Linked DNA regions of Rattus norvegicus: region 1 is linked to region 2. A link is a contact called in public Hi-C data. All regions are on one chromosome and are shown on one strand. The core of a region is the stretch at or near the end of the contact, and the rest is flanking DNA. Distances in the headings are between cores, read along the strand shown.

Evidence for each region. Hi-C and Micro-C count contacts between places; a contact is called where the count stands out from the background.
Region 1: a Hi-C map of the A7r5 cell line shows a contact between it and region 2, with 4 times the contacts expected there. The contact joins two enhancer-like sites. A contact is called at or near these places in 2 of 12 Hi-C or Micro-C datasets (the A7r5 cell line and Schwann cells).

Annotation. Positions count from the first base shown.
Region 1 is chr8:93,391,815-93,398,149 of GRCr8, reverse strand. It overlaps Sh3bgrl2 (SH3 domain binding glutamate-rich protein like 2), which reads right to left. Exons shown (of 4, transcript NM_001389250.1): 4 at 3,336-6,335. Among named protein-coding and RNA genes, the nearest start is that of Sh3bgrl2, 54 kb to the right of the region's middle. Within about 2 kb of position 4,014, at least 8 of the 93 cell types and tissues checked have an H3K27ac peak or open chromatin away from gene starts, as enhancers often do. A contact at or near this core is called in the A7r5 cell line, where this site is marked.
Region 2 is chr8:92,894,616-92,900,929 of GRCr8, reverse strand. No RefSeq gene overlaps it. Among named protein-coding and RNA genes, the nearest start is that of Hmgn3, 41 kb to the left of the region's middle. Within about 2 kb of position 4,404, at least 5 of the 93 cell types and tissues checked have an H3K27ac peak or open chromatin away from gene starts, as enhancers often do. A contact at or near this core is called in the A7r5 cell line, where this site is marked.

The DNA.
Region 1 (6,335 bases), core at 2,765-5,264, 500 kb before region 2:
GTCCACAAGCAAATCACAAAAAAATGTAAATTATAACATACAGAAAATAGTACCAATAAAGAGCCACTTGCCCAAGTCACTAATAAGCAGTTATTATTACTGGAAAAACCTTACAGAGAACCGATCTTGACCAACGTTTACCCTCCGCACTTAGCTGAAGGTTTGTCACCTGAGGGAGACACCTCCTTGACGTCACTGTGTGGGTCTGATACAACCCTTGCAGCTGTCTAGATTCCAGCCGTGTTTTGTTTGCACTTACTGCAGATGCAATTATTTGCACACTGGGGTTTGAGTGAAGCTGCACTAGGAGACCTGGTCACACTGGCCTCTTTCATTAACAGGCAGCATGGTGCCCTAGGTGAGTCCTGACTAGGGAAAGTATTTTGCTGTTGGTCAGAAGTTGTCCACAGTTGTGAATGCTATAGTCACCGTAGCAGCTAAACTCGTTTGCAGAATCATTCTGGGCAGGCTGGATAGCCTGCCAATATTCTGCTCCTCGCCCACGATTAGGATGCTGGAATGGTAATGAACATTTACTAGGACAGCTGTGGGATTACTCAGGTTCCCATGTTGGAGACGGGGATGCTCCTGCCACATCTTGTCACCCTTGCTAGCTGGTGCCCACATTTCTGAGAGCACATCAACAGTGATTTATCACAACAATGGGAAGCAAGACGAGAGGGTAGACCCTTGGCTGGCAAACTGCTGGCCTTTAGGCATGATGATCGTCTTTGGCATCTGTCATGGAGCCAGGCTTCAGACTGCCCCAGCCCCAAATCTCTGAGATCTACTAATGTGATTTCATTTGTGCGCGACATGAACTAGATCAGCAGGGAGGAAAACCAGAGAACTTAAGCAGATGAAAGAAGTGGGATCATAACATTAGTAACATAAAGCTGATTTAACAAGAGTATTTATCTTGAACACGTTGCTCTGTCCACCCAAGAAAGGAAAATTGCACACAGGTACGCAGTTCATTCACATGGCAGATTATGGCCCCAAAGCAACAGGACGAGGAGCTGAATAGAATGCAAAGGCTGGCGTCTCTCAGTCCTGCAAGAGCTAATTCATTTACTACAGAGAAGACTCCCAAAGTAATGAAAAGAAGAAAAATACATCACTCAATTATTTTAATGGCAAGAATACTACAGGTTTACCTAAAAGTTAGTGTTCTAAGAGAATAGCAAAAACTACTTTAAAACCCTGGGCAGGTTTGTTTTAATCTCTGGCACTACCACCAGAAAGAAATGTCTAAAAGGCAGATTATCCATATACTTTTGTTTTTTAACTTTGCAAATAAAGGACTCACATCCCAGGAACATTCACCACAGTTCTGAAGATTATAGCTGGCGTCTGAGTGAGTGAGTCATTACTTCCCCCCTTGAAAACAGAAAATACAAATGCCATCGTGACCTAGTTCTGACACAGGACAACTCCAGACATGAGCTCAGTTAGATAACAGGAAACAGGAGGCTGCAGAGAGAGAGGTCACACATTCTGACAACACATGGCACAGCCATGTCCAGGAGAAGACACTTCCTTCACTATTAAAAAAAAAAGCTACAGGAGCAAAAGGCAGAATGAAAAAGTCATTTTGGCATCTGTATCAGAAAATTATGCTCCCAAAGATGTTTGCAGTTTCCTTCAGTATTAAAAATGGAGGACTTTCCTCAAGACCTAAAAATATTCCAAATGCATTTATTTCTCTATTGTAAACTCAGGCAGGAGTGTGAAGAACAGTGCTGTCCAGCAGGGCAATAATGAAAACCAAACGTTAAACCTAAAATATCCCAGGGGCCACACTTACGGGAACAAGAGATCATTTTAATACTCAATATATTCAGACTGTTTTAATGTATAAATGATATGAAAATTATCCACAAGCTCATTTGAGTGTTTACAATAAGTATAAAATCTGGAATATCTTTACACTCAAACCACGTCACAAACCTGGGTAGGCACCCTTCAAGGGCTCTGACCCACGGGGCTTGCTGGTTGGTGGACAGCAGCATTCTGAACTAGAGCTTCATTCTGTTTAACGCTGGTGAACACTGGCACTTGCTTTAAAGCTTCTTCAGGGGAAGGTTTGGGTATAATGATTTTTATTATGGGGCCCTATATTACGTATAGTAGTGTAGATACCTGTTTTATAAAGGGACCTCAATTTTATTCTATTCATGATAACAGTTGTTAAAACACTTTAAAATGCCAGTGTCATCTACTGAAACAGTTCCTTAGAGGGACGAGAGCCAGTCCCCTGCAGTTCTACACACGTGGAAACCCTTGCTTCTCACTGGGCTATGCCTAGCACCACCTGGATCTTTTCTCCGCCTGGGGACTCCCCCAGTCTGAGCTCAAGCACCTTGTCTAAGAGTTTTCTGCTTTCTTTTAAGTGCCACACCTTGTTTGGCCATGGCTCCAAGCCCACTGTATGTTGATCTCCTAAGCAAACAGGTATACGTGAGCATAAAGTCTGCATAAAGATTTTCGCTTGGTGAAATCCAGTAAAGCAAACTGAGGCAGAGCATAAATCCAATTGATTTCCTGCCAAACAAGGCAGGAAAGTGATGAACCTTATGGCACCTTCAGAGACAGTCTCCTAGAGACGTCCCCAGCACTTCTCATGGCAGACAGACAGGCTGTCAATCAACATACTTAGCTTTATTCCCTAAAAACAGAATAAACTTTCATGTGCATTTCACATTTCAGGAAAAGGCTTCAGAGGACTGTTTATTCCTGGTTTCTCTTCGCTTTAAGAAGTAACTCATGGGCTAGAAGTATGTCTCGGAGGTAGAATATTTCCTTCATATATGCAAGGCCTTGGGTTCCATCCCCAGGAATACAGAGCACTCCAGTAACTAAAACATAGCCAAATATCCAAGTAGCACAGAAGTTTGACACAGGAGCCCCATAATAAACATGTTTGATTTACTAATGATTTAAAAAAAAAGGCCAAATGAAACCACAAGATATCATCTTACATTAGATGCTGGGTATAGATTTGTCTAACAATCACACAGGTTGTTCGTGATTAGCAGTCATAAAAATGTTAGCATTCTGGTGGGAGGTATATACTGGTACCATAGCTCGAGAAAGCAATCGGTCTCTGTCCTTAAAGCTAATGCGTGTTCTTTCTGTACAACCAGCAATACGACTTAAGGTGTGGCTTCACTTTTGGGTAAGAAATCTCTTACTTATACCAGAAGTCAAATGAAAGAATATTCACACCAATGTTCAACTGTCAACAGTTGGAGAAAAAAATGTTATCTAGTCACACATTAGAATAATGATTAACAACAAGAGTTCCCATTGTGAGAAGCAAAAATAAAACTGTATCTGGTTTAATTCTGTTTATTTTTCTTTAAGAATACATACATGGGGACAAAATGAAAAGGGCAGGAAGACTTCAATCCACACAAATACAGGGTGAGGCTTTCTATATTCAACAGGGAGACAGAGGTGAGGATGGGGCGCAGGGGGTGCCTTGGGAGAATGGCAGTGAGGGAGGCAGGAGGCAGATGGGGGTTATTATTATCACTCTATACTTCAGTAGATATGTATGCATGTATCTTCAGTACCTATGTATGTGTGTGTATGTATGTATGTATGTATATTAGTCCATAGCATGTATAAGATCTAAAAAGTCAGGATGGTTTAGTAAGAAGAAACCATTAACCTTTCTGGGGATGGGCCGTACCAGTGCTGACAACTTACCTGGCCCGCCACTGACCACGGCTGTACCGGATGTTCCCATCTGCTCGCCTCATCCTCCTGTACTGCTTAGACAGGACTTATCACACTGAGAGGGCTTAATTCATGCTGGCAGGAAAGACAGCCTTGCTAATCTGGCCTGTGTGTCTAGAACTAAGAAGCACTCCCTTTGGAATCTAGGTCACAAACAGGCAGGGCTATCTGCTGATTTGGTTTCATGAGCAGACATATTTCTGTCCGCTTACAGCTTGTTGCCTTTGACCCCTCCCCCACACCCCATCTGTCCTGGGGTTTAAGTTCTGCAACTGCTTCTTGGTGACTTCGGCGTTGGACCCCACCTTCAGAAACATGGCTTCCAGGGAAGTCTTCTGCTTCCAAATGTGGCTCCAAAGGAAGGTCATGCGAGCGAAATTATGGCCACCCCAGTGTTTTCTGCAACCAGTAAGGAACAAACGGCTAGTGGCTTCAGTGTGCCTGGAAGAACACAGGATACACCTAGGCCAGCGGCTGAGGAGCCCCACCTTAGTCCTGGGCGGCCAGAGAGGGCTCTGTTCTCTTCCCAGTGTGCCCAGGCAAAACCACAAGCATTCTTCTCAAGTGAGTCGCTGCAGGAGCTCTGGCCTGTAACAGTCTAACCCTTTCACGGATGGGAGCAAAAGCTCAGGTTCCTAACACAACAGGAAGGATCTAAGGTAACTCAGGAATAAAAGTTGGAAAAGGAGAGGGAATGGGAAGAAACAACTCCAGTTTTAAAATGCATGTTTTCTGGAATTTATTCTCCCTTGAGAGACAAACACAAACGAACTGAGGTAAAAAAAACAATGACACAGACTGAAGTGGACCCAGACACTTGGGGACATGTCTATATAAAAGGTATTTCTAGAAAAAAAAAAAAACCACAATAAAATCAAATGAGCCAAACAAAACATAAGAAGCCTTTGGTACCTTTCAATAACAAAAGAGAAACATATTTAGATGATTAAATTCACACAATATGAAAATGAAATATTGGGTTAACTTCATAAAGCAGAAAAGGAGAGCCTAAAGAATATTAGCATCCAAGGGCAAAACTTCCTTTTTCTCCTCTTTGATTTTAATAAACCCCCAGAATTTGGCAAAGAATTTCCTGAACTTAAATTGTCTTCTGGTCTGCAGATACCTAGCAGTATGGCGTTTCCCACTCACCTGATGTTCAAATGGCACTGTCTGGTCATGAGCAGCACACTTCCTTTGTCCCACAAGCCTACAGGAAGTCAACACTACGCCTTGAAAGCTACTGGCCTTCCAGTCATGTCTGCACTTCTTTGCTAGGCTTTGAAGACGGTGGCGACTCAATCTAAAGGCAAGCTAACTAAAGGGAATCAGAAGAGCGCTATTTCAGCAGCATGTGATTCTAGCGCTTGGGAGGCAGAAGCAGAAGTGGGTTCCAGGTCTACGTAGCAAGACTGTCTCAAACAACAACCAACAGAGAGAGGGAAAGGAAGAAGGGGAGGGGAGAAGTCAGTCAGACCGGCAGACTGGAAATCATATAAGACCCAGCACGCTCTGCACACACTGTTGTCTGGGAACTGTGGTGACTCCATACTGGGCTTCTGGACACTAAAACAAGTCACTACCTCTAATCTCATTTCTCTTGCTGAGTCCCCAGTGCTCCCCAGAAGAATGGTGGTGGAAATGATAGTAGCTGTGACAGCCATTCTAAGAACACCATCTATTCAGTGCGCTTAACACAGTCATAGTAGCTATGGTATGGACAATTAAAAAGTTACATGACAAATCTTAGTAGCTTTCTCCATTTCCTCAACACTGTAAGGTTACTGCTCCTACAACTGAAACATGCTAAGATTTCACTTTGCCAAACTGTTATTGGCACTCACTGGCAAGAGTAGACTCGATGTAAGTAAGTAGATCGATATAACCTGGGTTGATTTCACAAGACAATTTAAAAACATTCCTCAGAAGACTCACAAATTCAAGCACAATATCCAGTTAGAGGAGGAAAAACAAAACACAAAAACAAAACCCTGGAACCTCCCCGGGATTTACCAAATGGAATTTTTCCTGGATCTTGTTTAATACCGGTCAGCCACTAATACCCACAACTTGACAAGCTTTCCTTGGACAGAAAATTGTGCACCGGTCATTTGGTCATTCATAAAGGAAGCTGTCCTCCTCTCTTCTTGATGCAACAGGATCTCAGCTTCAGCATGCGGAGCAGAGCACGTTCAGCAAAGCTTGAGGTGGGCTGGCAAAGGGGGCCGCTTGTTTGACCTTTCAATTTCGCAAACATTTCCTTCTCAGAATCAGAGCGAGAGGCCAGCACCACCCTGCTAGGACTAGGCCGAGATTTCAATCAGCCTCTTTCCTGTTCAAGGCCATCCCTATGTGCGAAACTAACTCTAAATATGCCATGATCCCGGCGAGTGAAAATCACACGTCAGTGTTCACCCAGGGGGAGCAGGGACTTTGCCTCCCAAAGACATTCAGGACCATGCTCTAGACAGCCCTTCCTGTCTGTGCTGCTTGAAGTCTCACTTGTGCTCAAGAGTGCAAGAGTGCCTATCTGTGTTATTCTGAAAAGCCCAAGTCTGTGAGCTGGACTGAAATAGAACTAGGAGGGTAGA
Region 2 (6,314 bases), core at 3,155-5,654:
AAATTATCCTCTACTGTTTTAATTCTAACTTTCTGATGTTTAATATCCTCTTAAATCACTTCTAAATATCTCATCTTTGTCTGTCGTTCTGTTGAGGTGCTGACCATCCCCAATAGCGATTACCAATGGTATATGTCTGAGTGTGTGGGTATCTTCGCCCCCTCATTCACAACTTCTGTGAATACTGTGGATCAAATAGATACCAGATCAACTCCAAAGCCACAGATTGGTCCCCTAGCACCTGAAGACTCATGCACACTGTGCCACAGGGAAGGAAACACTACCTGACCACATGCCCCAGGTAGGAATGCCCACACTACCACTCCATAGGCTGGTTGATACACATTAAATCAGCGCCCCTCCCCTGCCCCCAGGGTGCTTGTGGGTTAATCTGGTTGAAATGACAACAACGCTGTGAATCTTTAATGACTGAGTCCAACAGTGCCTGGTGTAGTTGAATCACGTTATGTGTACAGTTGGGAGTGGTACTGCATACTTAGAACTCTCCCTTGAGGTTGCCTGGTGGTCTTAGGGAGTTGGAGTTAGAGTGGCCTTTTTTAGAGACACAGAGCCTTAATGTTTCCAGTTACTTGTTCTGGGACGAAGCAATTCACATACCAGGATTTAACACTCTTGAGTGTGCATTAACATAAGCAATCCGTTCAAAACGAGGTTAAACGATTTCTTTTTCTTTCCAAGTTTCACAAGACTTTGCTCTCCTGCCTACATGTAGAAATGCTATTCTTTAGTTAGCTGAACAGGGTTAAGAGAGCCACCTCGGCTAAGCTATTCACATGGTAGTGTCTTTGAATGTTTTTCTCTTAAGCATGAATTACAAACTTTTATTGTTTTCTATTAGTTTATTCAGAACATTGACTTTTAAGTCTCAGATAATTATAGTGATTAAAATAATAGCCAGAATATATTCAATGTCCTGTAAGCACTGCATATAAATTATTAATTTGGGAGATGATTTATGAATTCTTTAATATCGTGTTCTGTCCTCTAGTAAAAAAAAAAAAACAAGTTTTCCCGGCACTAAATGGAGGTCCTGGCTCATTTTAAGCTGCATAATGCCTTACTCCTCATGGGAGAACAGGAAGTTCTAGAAAGTCCAGTTTAAAAATGATCTTTATATGTCAGAGTTACTGACCTTTAAATGGTCAGATTTCTTGGGTAAGAAACCAAAAACACAAGAAATCAAATAAAAGATAATTTGGATGACATCTAAATGTAAAACCTTTAGGATAATGAATACAACCCACAGAGGAAGAGAAAATATTCCAGATTATCTCATATGGGTCTGGCTCAAAGATACATAATAATCTTAGATTGTAAGATATATTTTTTTAAAAAGACACTTTGGTGGAGATCCCAACAGTGGGTCTGGTGGCTGTCCCTGACTCTTGCCTATTTGTGGAACCCTTTTATTTCTACCAAGTTGCCTTGTCCAGCCTTTATGTGATGGCATACACCTGATTTTTATTGTACTTATGCAGTGTTTGGTTGATGTCCCTGGGAGGCCTGCTCTTTTCTGTAGGGAAGCGAGGATCTAGGGGAGAGAATGGGAAGAAGTGAAACTGTCAACTGGGATGTCATATATACGAAAAGAATACATTTAAAAATCACTTTAAAAATGGGAAGATGATTTAAATAGACATTTCTTGGAATTTACTAATATGCACGGGCCTCTGAAGAGATGATCAGTGTTGTACTTATCGTTTCTATTGCCATGATGAAATGCCATGCCCAAAGCAACTTGGGAAGTAAAGGGTTTACTTGGCTTTCCAAATCACTGTTTATCAAAACAGGATGTCAGGACAAGAGCTCAAAGGGGGCAGGAACCTGGAGGCAGGAGCTAAAGCACAGGCCATGGAAGAGTGCTGCTTACTGGCTTGCTCCTCATGGCTTGTTTAACCTGCTTTCTTAAGGAACCTACACCCACCAGCCCATGGATGACACTACCCACCATGTGCTGGGCCCTCCCATGTCAGTCACTAATTAACATAATGTCCTGCAGGCTTGCCTACAGCCTGGTCTTATGGAGCCATTTCCTGGATTGAGGTTCCTGTCCTTTCACATGACTCCTGCTTGTGTCAAACTGACAGTCTCCATCATGACTCCTTCAGGAAAATGTGACTCTGAACCAAGGAAGGAAAAGGAAAGAGACAAGTGCAGGAGAGAGTGCAGAGAAATGTGAGCATTCACTGCTGGTGAAATGTGAAAATGCAGGCTTTGGGGGAAAATGTTCAGTCACTACTCAGAGAGTCCAGCATGGAGTTAGAACCCACCGGTTCCACTCCTGGCTCTAAACTGAAGAGGACAGAAAACACGTTCAGACAAAAAGGCGTGTCTGAGTTTTCGGAGTAGATTATCTCCTAATAATTCCCCAGTGGAACAGTCCGCATGTCTGTCATTGTGAAGAGATTAACAAATAAAGACTAGAAAGTGTAATAGTATCCAGGTGTAAAGAGGACTATCCTATCACGCATTGGAAGACACATATGGAAGCTACGTGTTCTTTCCATTTATGTACCATGCTGAGGCTAAAGGAACGCAGATTAGACTAGCTGCCAGAGCGGGGGAAGAACAAGGCAGGCGGTGACTCCTAATGGGTGGAGGGATCTATGGGGGGCGGTGAAATCTGAAATTGATGTGAGCGCAACCTTAAGTGTACTAACAGCTTACTGGCTTACAGTTCACAGGAAAATACGATTACCAGGCTATTGAAAACATTTGACTTAGAATCAGAAGACATGGATTTAAGACATTTGAGATGTGTCTATTTCATTTTTATGTATATGAACGGTTTTGCCCGCAGGTAGGTATGTGTAGATGGTTGTAAGATGTCAAATGGGTGCTGGGAACTGAACCTGATTCTTTCGCAAATGCCCTTAGCCACTGAGCCATCTCTCCAGCCTTTAAGATCTGAGGTACTCAAAGCTACTCCTTAGCAATTGTGTGAACCTAGTCAGGTGATTGAACATCTCTACCTATCAACTTACTCACCTCTACCACAGAGATAATTCTGTTGGACCAAGCTGTAGAGATCGAATGAAAGGCACCGTGAAATCAGCTAGTACAAGTGCCTAAAACACTATCCATCATGAACATCAGTAAACTTTGAAGGGGACAAGTACACATAAGCTTTAGAAGCAGGCTCAGGTAAAAAGAGGCCACAGGCTTCCCCTGAAAGGCAGTATGTTACAAAGATCAGGCTGATAATTGAACCATGCGGTCTAGTTCAATCTGGTTTTATGACTTACTGGCTATGTGTGTCTGAACACTTCAACCAATCTTTCTCTACCACAGTGTTTCCACAGATAAAGGGGAATAAAAGTAGTTTTTCTCTAGAGGCCATTATAAATCAATGACTGGACAAGATTGATAATATTGATTGAAATGAGAAGTAAGTGAACCACTAGTTTCTAGATGGTAGAAAGATGTTGTCCCATTCTCCTTTTGTCACTTGAGTCTTAGGGAGTAGATACATGCTGAGCTGAATGTCGTCTTCAATGGAGGAGAGAGGCTGCCAACCACTGCTGTGTCCATCTTACTCAGTTCTGTTTATATAAAGATTTTGAAAACATCAGTGCCATACCTTAGGAGCATTTTCTGTTGATTGTGGTTCTATTCTTGTGACAATATTTATTTAGCCTTCACTTTAGATTCACTTTAGATCTAGCCCCAACTTTTTCCTATAAATATACACTGTGATTTGTGATACCTTTCATTTTAGGTCATAAAGTACTAACTAGTGAACAGAGATAGTCCCTTAGAGATAGTCTACCTGGGCCTGGATTAATGGGCCTCATGAGTTCCTTGAAGTCTGGCCATAAACTTGGAAGATAGGTGAACCCCTCAGGTCATCTGACCCCTTTCTGATATGCCCTAAATCCTCCCTTAAAATATGACCAGGCAAGAGCTTCTCAGATTGACGAAAGGAGTTGTCAACCGAGAGCGAGCTGTACTGGTATATGACTAAAATGCCACTTATAAGATGGAGGCAGGAGGAGTTCAAGGCCAGCCTAGATGGTGTGATTCTCTCTCTCTCTCTCTCTCTCTCTCTCTCTCTCTCTCTCTCTCACACACACACACACACACACACACACACACACACACACACACACAGCCTATCACCAGTACAAGTATGAAAATTAGAAAGTACTATTTATTTCAATCTTAACAGTTTAAAAGGTGTGTTTATTTTTATTTGTATGTATGTATCTGTGTGTCTTTGTGAGTGCACATCTGTACAGGTGCCCACACAGGCCAGGAGAGGGCATCAGAACCACTAGAGCTGGAGTTACAAGCAATTCTGAGCCACCCAATGTGGGTGCTGGGCACTGAACCTGCTCTTCTGTAAGAGCAGTGTGTGCACCTAATCGCTGAGTCATCTTTCCAGCTCCACAGAGCACTCTTTAGCTGCTGAGTCACTGCCAGGCATTACTCCCATTCTGTTAGGGCTCCGGCATTTGAGTTTTATTTAAGTCAATTCTACTTTCTCAAGCACCTGAAAATGTTATCATGTTATGTGAAATACTGTCACTCATCCTCAGAGATTATGGTAGGACACACAGTTCTCTTTTTATATGTGCTGTATTTAAATAAGCCTTTCAAATTCAGATATTTGAGAAATAAGAGGTTTTCCAAAAACAATCACATTCAGGTTAAACATAGGAATGCCCAGGTTCTTGTTTCGAGCCTGCAAAAAACTGGCTTCTAAGTGCCTATACCAACACTTTTCTCCACCCCACCCCTGCCTCACAGTTGTATCCTATCTTCTGTGAGTTCATCCCAAACTCTAGATAAAACATATTATTCTGGGCAGAGCACTCCAGGATTACATCAGAGTCTGTCTTTCATATTGTTAATAAAAATATAATGTCTCAATATCAGGCATTTTGCAAGACACCAGGTCTTCATACATTAGTAAGATCAGTCTCCAAGAACTATGGGGCTTCAATTTCTAGTGGAGAAGCCAACACTCATTACATAGTAGCACAAAGAACGCACATTTGCATCAGCCATTGTACACTCCTAACCTCTTCCACACAAAACTCTGTGATTCCTCTAATGGATTTTTATTTCCAGGACTATTATCTCATGGCCCTAACAGATGTTAGCCATAAACAAACCCATAGAAACTAAGTTAACTTTCAGAGTAACATTTTTAAAGTATTATTCATCTGGTTGCCATAAAGTACCTGCCAAAAAAAATGACAATTTGGGTTTGGCATGATAAAGGTTTAGTTGCATTTCTAGTAAATAATTAACCATTTCTCAGGGCTTGTCTACTAATGTCTTTTGGACTGGAAGGTTATGGTCTGCCACACAAATGGTCGTGGGTACCTGAACAGCCAAATAGGTAGAATAGAGCTTTTCAGTGAATGGAGCATAGGAGAGGGGCTTTGTGTATAGAAATCACAGAGCTAGGGCAGACCCTGGAGATGATGTGAAATATTCTTGGTTTTAGAGATGAGTCTCCTTTGGATTCCAAAAATATCATTTCCTTTTTCTAAGACATTTGAGTGCCTCTAGAGTAAGAACTGAGACAGAATAAGGGGATTTTTAAAACAATCATTCAGCTGGCCATGGTGGCACACATTTCCAGTACATAAAAGATAGGAGCAGAAAGATGAGGAGTCCAAGAAAACCTTTAGCTATAGAGAGAGTCCCAGGCCATCCTGCCTTCTTGTTGTTGTTGTTGTTGCTGCTGCTGCTGTTGTTGATGATGATGATAACGATGACAATGACGATGACGATGACAGTAAAAAATTATTCTTTCACTTTACTTGAATTTAGTGTGAGCAATTGTAAATGAGTAATACTCTTACAAAGTGATTTACTCTTTCAACCTGTTGAAGTATGCTTATAACCCCAGCTATTCAAAATACTGAGGCAGGAAAATCACAATATAGGATGACCCAGGTAACTTAGAGAGACCCTGACCCAAAAGAAAATCACATGTTAAGTCTTAAGTTCAGTCTTCATTGCAGAAAAACAAACAAACAAAAAGGATAGTTTGACCATCAATCAATAAAACCACAGCTAGATTGAGGCCTATCTTCCAGAGCAACCACAACCCCAAAAGACATAACTCTTTGGCTTTGCTCTGAGAAGACAAGACAAGTCTTTGGTCATAGACCTTCCCAGGGTACAGTAAAGCTTGATATTAACTCATTAAAACTGAGATGAGATGGCACAAAAAAAAAAAACCTGTCAATCAACAAGTGCCTAAAGTGAGGCCTGCATTGGTCTAGGGCAGACCATGATCACTTCTGTTTATCACAGTAAGCTACCTTTCCTTGTGA